Regions from separate parts of the Mus musculus genome. Here region 1 is linked to region 2. Evidence: chromatin contacts called from public promoter capture Hi-C data. All regions are on one chromosome and are shown on one strand. The core of a region is the stretch at or near the end of the contact, and the rest is flanking DNA. Distances in the headings are between cores, read along the strand shown. Region 1 holds the start of Nek11 (NIMA (never in mitosis gene a)-related expressed kinase 11). Region 2 holds the start of Mrps22 (mitochondrial ribosomal protein S22).

What was found. Promoter capture Hi-C pulls out the DNA fragments that hold promoters and counts their contacts.
Region 1: a contact with region 2 is called in a promoter capture Hi-C map of liver, with 4 times the contacts expected there. The contact joins the promoter of Nek11 here to the promoter of Mrps22 in region 2. A contact is called at or near these places in 2 of 39 promoter capture datasets (liver and pre-B cells).

What each region holds. Positions count from the first base shown.
Region 1 is chr9:105,392,121-105,396,811 of GRCm38.p6, reverse strand. Nek11 (NIMA (never in mitosis gene a)-related expressed kinase 11) reads left to right here and starts at 1,525. Exons shown (of 16, transcript NM_172461.3): 1 at 1,525-1,616; 2 at 3,652-3,963. The coding sequence starts at 3,791. It overlaps Aste1 (asteroid homolog 1), which reads right to left and starts at 1,450. Exons shown (of 5, transcript NM_025651.5): 1 at 1,147-1,450; 2 at 1-267. The coding sequence starts at 249.
Region 2 is chr9:98,599,130-98,603,916 of GRCm38.p6, reverse strand. It overlaps Mrps22 (mitochondrial ribosomal protein S22), which reads left to right and starts at 2,238. Exons shown (of 8, transcript NM_025485.3): 1 at 2,238-2,444. The coding sequence starts at 2,273.

The DNA.
Region 1 (4,691 bases), core at 276-2,775, 6.8 Mb before region 2:
GTCACATCCTCCATCTAATACAACATACGGACAAATATGACACACAAACAGTGATTCAAAGAATTTCTGTACAACATCTGCGAATAAATCATAGTCTCCTCCATACCTGAGCTCCAAGTCAGAATTGAAGCAAAGTCGGTGGAAGAGAGAATAGCCATCAATGATAAGTTTTGTGTTCCGCAATTTCAAATCAACGAAGAATTCATTACTATAATCTTCCACAAAGCTCATTAGTCCCCGAATACCCATGATGATCGACAGAAATCCCTGTTGAAACAAACAAAAAAAATCAATTGCTGGTCTTTTTGATGGCTATTCTTGGTTGTCAATCTGAGTATATCTAGAATCAATCAAGACCCAAACTGCAGGATACGCTGTTGAGGAACTTTGCTTGATTGGATTATTGGAGGTGGAAGACAGAACTTATATCTAGGCCACACCACCTCATGGCAGCCCATATAGAGATAAAGGAAGAAATCTGTTTTGTGAGGGTCAAGGCCAAAAGTCCTAAGCTATAAAAATGACAACCCAGCATAAGACACATAATGAGCCAATTTTTTTTTTCCTTATGGATAACTAGACCCTTGTTACAGGTCTTGAGTGTAGGGTACATTGGAGAGTAGTTTGAGCTAAGGAAAAACACAGCTTTATGCTTCTAGGATCCCAAGTATACAATTTCAACCTCAACTGGATTCTTACACCCCCTTACTAATGGCCTATCTGGCTAACAACTCATAGGATTAGTATTACTGGTTTCCCCCCTCGCCTCTGGCTTCAAATATCGCTTAGCACGATGCTATTGCCAGCCTTGCCCGTGTTTAAAATCGTGAAAGTTTTGCCAACCTTGGAATTTTTGCATTTTGATTTTTGTGGGGCTACCACATAAAAAAATGCATCCTCCTGAATTTTTTGCCTTTGGTATCAGCTTACATTATTGCACTTGATTTTTTATCTCACCTCAGATCCACCTCGGCCAACATCTCAACACTTTTTAATTCTGAATCGTCATGTCTTTCCCGGTTTGTCATGTGGTTTCTGCGAACTCACTGTAAACTAATGACTTGACCTTGAGCGAAGTAGCTCAAGGAATGCAAGCAAAGGGCAGGAAAAGGTAGGATCTAATTCCTCAACCACCAATCTTCCTACCTCAACCTGCTCCTGCCCTCCGGATCCGCCGGCTGCTTCCGCCCGACCGCCGGCTCACTTCACCAGCAGCAGCAGGTAGGATCCCGGGGAGAAACGGCAGACCCGCGGGTGCGTGGAAGACCGCGAGCGGAAACAGGAAGTGCTGCGAACGACGTCACTGGGAAGCCTGGCTCCGAGAAGCTGAGGGCTCTCCCTGGAGGAGAAAATGCTTTCGGGCCGGGTGGTGGGAACTTGGTGTGAGAGGTTGAGCCATTCCTCTCACACTTGCGGCCGCCTCCTCACCCTGCTCGCTTCGCCACGCCTCGAAGGGTCCGGCGCGCTTCCGTTGGATTGGACGCCGGAACGTCGACTTCCCAGCAGCCCCCGCGCCGTCTCCGTGGCGACGATGTTAAACAACCACGCCCTCCGAGGCAGCGAGCTCTAGGCTGACGGAGGCTTGGCCGGGCGCCGCAGGCTGGGGACCTGTAAAGGTAATGAAAGTGGATCTCTCGGGCAGCCGGGTCCCACAGCCCCTGGACCGCATTCCCCTTCGGGAGACTAAGCGCCCTGCTCCTCGATATACATTCACGCGCTCCGCGAAAAACTTAAGGTTTATTTGTTGAAGAGACAAGTTTTTTCGTTTTACCTCAGGGTTAGAGTTTACTTCTCAGGTCAGATTTAGTTAGCAGAACCTCAGGTCAAAACAGCTTCCTAGTTTTTTGGGTTTTTTGACATGGACATAAACCACTCAGTTCTTACCATCGGTAAACACTTGACTTTCTCTTTACCTGCCCCAGCGGGATGGGTACCCCAGGGATGGTTAGCACAAAGTGGGCGTCTCTCAGCTTTCTTCTAGTTCCTATTATGTTTTCTTTCCTTTACTTGTCTTTGGGTCACATTTGGTATGCTGGATCTTTCTTCGCTCTCCAAACGTTTGCTAACAACTGTATGTCAGCTGTTAGCTAGGCCCCAGGGATACAAGCATAACCTGTGTCCCTAGCACCCAAGTTCATCCTCTGCCCTAGGTTCAGATCCAGCCTGCAGTGTGTGTACATTCCATGGATACCAACTGAGATGAGGGCGACAGAGCTGATTCTGTGTGATGAGCCTGGAGAGGCTGCTCACACACTGCTGGGTTTATTACTCCATTACAAATAGAAGCTTTGGTCCTCCATCTTGAGTTCAGCTCTTTACTAAGTGGGGACTTTAATCGCCTCTCCACATTGAGAATTATTATTAGTGATCTGAAAGGCGACAGAGAGGCCATTTTTTTTTTTTGAACAGCCTAGTTTATCTAGAAATCACCACTTTTATGCCAGTCAAAGAAGCAAACAGAAGGTACCTTTTAGGACCTATTCTTTAGATTCTGCAGATTTTAGTAACGTTTCCTTGAGGAGAGGGGCATTGCTCTCACTGGGACTAGATCAAACCACAGATTAGTACATTATTTAAAGAAGACAAAATTACAAATAGGTTTTATGTTTTGCAGTTTTTTTTTTTCTGTTTGAGTGTCCTTGTAGGTTTTGTGGTAAATGTTGAGCCCACAGGTCAACACTATAACACTATTTTTTTCTCGTTGTTTTAGAATTGCTGAATATGAAAACCTAATGCCAAGGTGTACATAGTATTCAGCGTAAAGTCCTATTTTCATGTAGATTTTAAACAAAAGCACAGTTTTCAATAAAACATTCAACACTTTGATGGAATGGAGTAAGAGTGTGTTTTGTGGAATACTTTCTCATGGGACAGTTCTGCCATTCATAACATTTCATAGCTCCCTCAGGAACTGTGGCTTCACCTGTACTACACTTAGAGTCAGCTAGCTTTAAAACGCAGTCTTAGGTCTGAGGTGCATGTCCTTACTTCTAATCCAGGAGATAGCTCTGTACCCAGTGTGTACAATAGAAATGGAATCAGATCTTGCTTAAGATGGGGGGGGGGCACTGAATTGATATCCTTCCACATAGCTAGTCTAGCAAACAGACACCCCAAAACTGTGATTTAAAGTTGACATGGGCAAAAAGCAAAGGGAAGCAGAATATGCTAATCAGGGTTTAACCCCAATTTACTCTGTGCTGAGTCAAAGCAGACTGAGAGGGAGGAAAGCATCACCAGGGAGTTGGCCTATGTGTGCATTAGGGGAAGCCATGGCCCTGGGTTCGCATTGGTTTTTAAGTCGATGGGGAGTATAAATATCTAACAAAATATGAATCATAAAACAAATACACATTTCAGGAGTCAGTAAAAATGTGGCTCTAAACTATTGTGATAAAGTTGCATGTATAAGGAAGGCTCTTTTTCTATGAGAGAGTGCCTTCTGGAATTTACTGTATTTCCTTTCATCCTACAAAACACATGCACACACATACACACACACATACACACACACACACAGAGAGAGAGAGAGAGAGAAAGAGAGAGAGAGAGAGAGAGAGAGCACGAGCATTAGCTGGTGTGATAACACAAGATACACTGCAGGTATCATTGCCAAAAGCTTATACTTTTTTTTTTGTGGGAATCTTGTAGTTGCTTTTAGACACGATTTGTGGAGTTCCCATATATCTGGCATCAATCAACACTTCCCGTTTGACTTTTCAAACATCAGCTCGGATGCCCAACTGTTGTTTCTGTGAATGAACAAGCCAGTTTTATCTTGTTTGGAGCAATGCTGAAATTCCAAGAGACTGCGAAGTGTGTGGGCAGAAGACCCACAGTCATCCCCATGTACCCGACCGCTTTGATTGCAAGAAGATATGTTCTTCAGCAGAAACTTGGCAGTGGAAGTTTTGGAACTGTCTATCTGGTGTCAGACAAGAAAGCCAAACCTGGAGAGGAGCTGTAAGTAATAAACTGCGCATGTGTGCGTAGCCACAGGCTGCTTTAGAACACGGAGTCACATCTGATCTGTACTCTGTATCAAACAGGAAACTTACAAACAGAAAAGGGCTTCACAAATTTCTGTATAGATGCCCCACCTCCATTTTACTTGAAGTCACAGGGCTTTGCTTTTAAAAACTGAACTATACTCCTAGCCCCAAATAAGATTATAAAAATAAAAACTGGGTAGTGGTGGCGCATGCCTTTTATCCCAGCACTTGGGAGGCAGAGGCAGGCGGATTTCTGAGTTCGAGGCCAGCCTGGTCTACAGAGTGAGTTCCAGGACAGCCAGGGCTACACAGAGAAAACCTGTTTCGAAAAAAAAAAATTATAAAAATATGATGCACATTTCAGAGCCAAATAAAGTAAGTATTCAAATGACCAGAGAAGGTGAATAGGGTAGATTATGTAAAAATGATTTTTTAATGCATATTACAGTCTCAATGGCAAAATATCCCTACTGACTGTGTTTGAGACTTCCTCAGTGGGAAAAGCTGAATTCTTCTTTATATTAGTCAGGGTTCTGTAGAGTCACAGAATTTATAGGTAGTCTCTATATAGTAAGGGAATTTGTTGATGACTTACAGTCTGTAGTTCAACTCCCCAACAATGGTCAGCAGCAGCTGTGAAAGGAAGTCCAAGGATCTAGCAGTTGCTCAGTGCCACAAGGCAAGCAGGCCAAGAAGAAT
Region 2 (4,787 bases), core at 989-3,488:
ATTTCCAAAAAACCAATTATTTGGGAACAAAGATTAAGATTAGAAACAGGGGCATGAGTACATAAAACTGGGGTGATCCCTGATATGTTCAGTGGACAAAGAAAAAGTTGTGGGTTTTACTAAGATAGTCTCAATCACTTTGAAATGAAGGGAGATAGGGTTTTTTTGGGGGGGGGGGCACTTTTTTGCTTTAGAAAGCTGACAAGCCTCAGAAATGACTGTGTAAGCCAGTCTAACGGTCACAGCAGCTCTGGTACTTGTTACTAAGTAAAACTATTCTTAAAGGCAGGGGAGCCTTTGTCAACGGATTGGTTTAGCTCTTGCAGTAAGTGTTCATAGCTATAGTGTCTCCTGTGGAGAGGAGACTCCTTTACAATGGGATAAGCTAGGAGTGACTCCATTTTGTTAAATGAATTTTCACAATGGGGAATGGGGAAGAAAATAGGTGAGGTTAGGAGTTAAGTCTCTCTCTATCCAGCAAATTCAAACACATATTTGTTCAACAACTTTCTTCTGCCAGGCCTAGGGCAAAGTGCTTACTTAAGCTGACTAATCTATGGAAGGAAAAGAATTGCACTCCCTAGTCACCTAGAAAAGAATATAATGAAATCATGTGCCCACTCATCCATCCGTCCATCCATTCATCCACCCACCCACCCATCCATCCATCCATCCATCCATCCATCCACCTATCTATCCATCCATCCATCCATCCATCCATCCATCCATGCATACATCCACCAATCCATCCATCCATCCATCCATCCATCCATCCATCCATCCATCCACCAATCCATCCATCCATCCATCCACCAATCCATCCATCCATCCATCCATCCATCCATCCATCCATCCATCTATGCATCCACCCACCTATCCATCCATCCATCCATCCATCCATCCATCCATCCATCCATCCATTGATCCATCCATCCATCCATCCATCCATCCATCCATCCATCCATCTATGCATCCATCCATTTACCAATCCATCCATCCTTCCATCCATCCATCCACCCATCCATTCTTTCATTCAACAAGTATTTGTTCTGCACATAAACAGTACTAGGTAAAATTATAATAATGTATAGGCATAGCCTTCATGTGGTGAGAAAAATAAGCAGATAATAAGGAGAATGACCAGAAATTATAGAAGGGCCGATGAAGGGAAGGTATAAGGTGATTGGTGGTTATGGATTCAGAATGAAGAACAAACATTTGGGGTGCGTTTGAAAAGTTTGAAAGAACTGCAAACAGTTGGATTTAAACCCGCAAGTGGGGGAAGAGGTCTAGGAGGGCAATACACATTCATTATTCAGAACCATAAAACCAAAAAGAAAAGAGAAAAGGAGCACAGAGGAAAAAAATACAAAAACAAAACAAAAAACCTGTACACACATCGAGAGACTCAAACACGTACTTGTGAATAAGCAGTTGGTGGGATGTTGCACGTGCCCATGTGTTGTTAGGACCCGAACCTAGGGCAAGTACTCTAGTGCTGAGCTAAATTCCAAGCCCTTATTTTGTTTCTTTTGGTTTTTTTTTTGTTTTTTTTTTTTTCGAGACAGGGTTTCTCTGTGTAGCCCTGGCTGTCCTGGAACTCACTCTGTAGACCAGGCTGGCCTCAAACTCAGAAATCCGCCTGCCTCTGCCTCCCAAGTGCTGGGATTAAAGGTGTGCGCCACCACGCCCGACTATTTTGTTTCTTAATGTATGTACTCTTAACATGTATGTATTATGTGTGTATGCATGTGTGTGTATGTGGTATATGTCTTGTATACAAATGATAAAGCTAATACTATAAACAAACAAACAAAAGTAAATGGGCTGGTGAGATTCCTGCTCAGGTTGTAAAGATACCTGCTACCAAGTTTCACCTGAGTTCCATCTCTGGGTCGAAAGAGAGCGGCGACTCTCCCAGGCTATCCTCTGACCTCCACATACAAGTTCATGCGCATGCACACACAAACAAAATTACTTTAAAAAAATTCTTTAAAAAGTTCATTCCCACATCTGTAATCAGAGGTCAGAAAGCGGATTGCAGCGGGTTTGAGGTCAAGACTGCAGAGACTGTCTCTAAGAGGGAAGCGGGGCGGGGCATATAGCTCATTCCATACAGTGCTTGCCTTGCTTGCACAAAGATTTTAGTAGTTTTAAAACGCTTCCGCGGCGCCTTGCCTCCACCCAGACTACATTTCCCAGAATGCTGCACAAAAACCTCTCGAGCCGGAAGTTGCTCTATCGATTCCGGCGCAAAGAGCGTCTGGTAATCATGGCTGCAGTCAGAACACCGTTGTCGCTGTGGAGGTTCCAATTGGGCTCTCGGCGAGCACGGCGGGTCTGTACTCGGGCCACAGCCCAGCGCCACCCCGATGCTCTGCTCGCGACGCGGCCCCAGCCATTCGAGGTGGGGCAGCCTCGCCGCCTGCTCAGCTCCGAGGCAGGTGAGTGACCGCCAGAACTCTGCTGAGCGCCCGGGAAACTTAGAGCTTGCTCTAACGAGTGAAGGCGGCTTGTCAGACTGCGTGCGGCTTCCGTCCGTCCTTGCAGAACTTATCTAAGTCCTCATTCATTCATTCATTCAGTCACTAGTGCTTGCGTGCCGCCCCTTGCAAAGCATTACACTACATTAGCTTGGGGCATGCTGTAGGGTTGACCTGGACTCTGTTATCCCAGTGGCGATTGGCAGAGTTCTGTGATCCAGGCTACGTCGGGCATGGGGGGAGGGGGGGGCGGAAAGCACTTAGCTGCCTTTCAAACTATGTTGGACGCATAGGGATGAATCCCAGGGAAAATACGGGCAACGCTGCCACCAGGCTAACCATGCTAAGGTTAAAAGAACAAGAGGACACCATAATAAGCAGAGGTATAGAGAAGAAACTGAACGCTGGTATTTTGGGGGAACGTATTTTGGAGTTAGGATTGATAATGTCTAAGTAAGTGTCCAGGTTTTGATGGTAAGCAGTTGAATGGAGACTCGTGGCAAGCTAGAGAACATTAATGGTAGAAACAGTTTATGTGGTTGATTTTTGAGTTTGGATTGATGACTCGGTAAAATGAAAATTAAAAAACGGGAAAGGAGGCGGAATTTTGCTTGTTTTGTGTTGAAGTTGAGATGTCTTTGTTATTCCAGGGTCAGTATACAGTTAGATACAAATTGAGGCGCACTGGAGTAAAAAAACGATCACTAGAGTCGAGCAGGTGCGTGAGCTTGTCTCAAGACAGTGTAGTGCTGAGCATGTATATAGTTACTGGAGCTTGTGGGTGACCATGAGAATAAACACAGGAGTTTGGTCTTCAAAGAAACGTTCTCGTTAGTTTTGTGTCAACTTGACACAAGCCAGAGTTATCTGAATGGAAAGAAATGCCTCCATAAGATCCAGCTGTAGGACATTTTCTTACTTAGTGTTTGAGGTGGGAGGGCCCAGTCCATTGTGGGTAGTGCAATGCCTGGGCTGGTGGTGGTCCTGGATTCTATAAGAAAGCAGGGGGAGCAAACCAGTAAGCAGCACCCCTCCATGGCCTCTGCATCAGCTTCTGCCTCTGGGCAACTTGTGTTTGTGTCCCGACTTCCTTCAACGATAGACGACTACACTGTGGAAGTGTAAGCCAAACCCTTTCCTCCCCAGCTTGCTCATGGCCATGGTGACTCATTGCAGTAATAGAAACCCTAACTGGGACAGAGACTAAATCTCTCAGTGGCGGACACAGTCAAACCATGCGAGTTTTAAATGTGAAAGCTTTAAATCATCTTGCTTGCGTTTTTTAGCAGATCACTCTCAAGGAATCTTTGTGGGAATGGTTTGTAGTGAGTTCAGGAAAGAGTCAGAGAAGCCAAGGTAAGGAGCAAGCATGGCTTTGACTAAAGTAATGGCAGTGGGAGCTAGATCTAAAAAGAGACGATTACCTAGTATTCGTTTTTTGTAAAAGTGGGCTAACTGCTTTATAGGGTTGCTGTGAGAGCTGAATATTCTGAGCATGGTGTGTATTTAGCTCAGCAAGCACTGCACAGTAAATCTCCTATGTGTTAATAATGGTCAGTCCTATCATTTTACCTGCTTTTTTTTTTTTTTTTTTTTTTTTTGGCTCAGTGTGTTGGGTATGGAAGGAGTCAGGAATCATTTTAAGACTCTGGACTGAATGACTGATAGACTGCGCTGTGATAGAGAGTAGTAAGGGCCGCAGGGATGAGACAAGCAAAGGTTGCAGGGATGTTATGGTCTGGTAGTCTTGGCTTACAGGTGAGATGTCCATTGGGAAGTGGGTGGAGATGACCTTGGGTAGAGATTGGGATTTTAGAGTCTGGCAGGTGGATGTAATTAAAGCCATAGAAAGCTAGAAAAGTACCCAGTGGGACTATGAATAAGGAGAGAAGGAGCTTGGCCAGGATCTTGCAAGGCTCTAGTATCTTTGGGACCGATGGCTAAGAGGAACCCAGGAACACATGGCCTTTTACCTTTCCAATGGAAAGTGTTAATGAGTTATCTTTAATATAAATATTAGCAATAAATTAATCCAGTGATTGTATTTCTTTACCTTAATGCTAGTCCCCAGTAACCACACAAAGAAACCAAAGTGTATTTAAAATTGCACCTCAGTAGCCAAGCAGTTAAATGATCTACCTATGCCTTCTATGCGAATCTGGCGACCTCCCATTCCTTGTTACTTGCATATTATTGTTGACCTGGCTCTTTGGGCTTCATGTGTGTTTCTGTGATCTCTCTGGACCCCTTCCTCATGGCACCAATTCCTCCATCTTCCTGGCCGATCAGAATCTTGCATCTTGC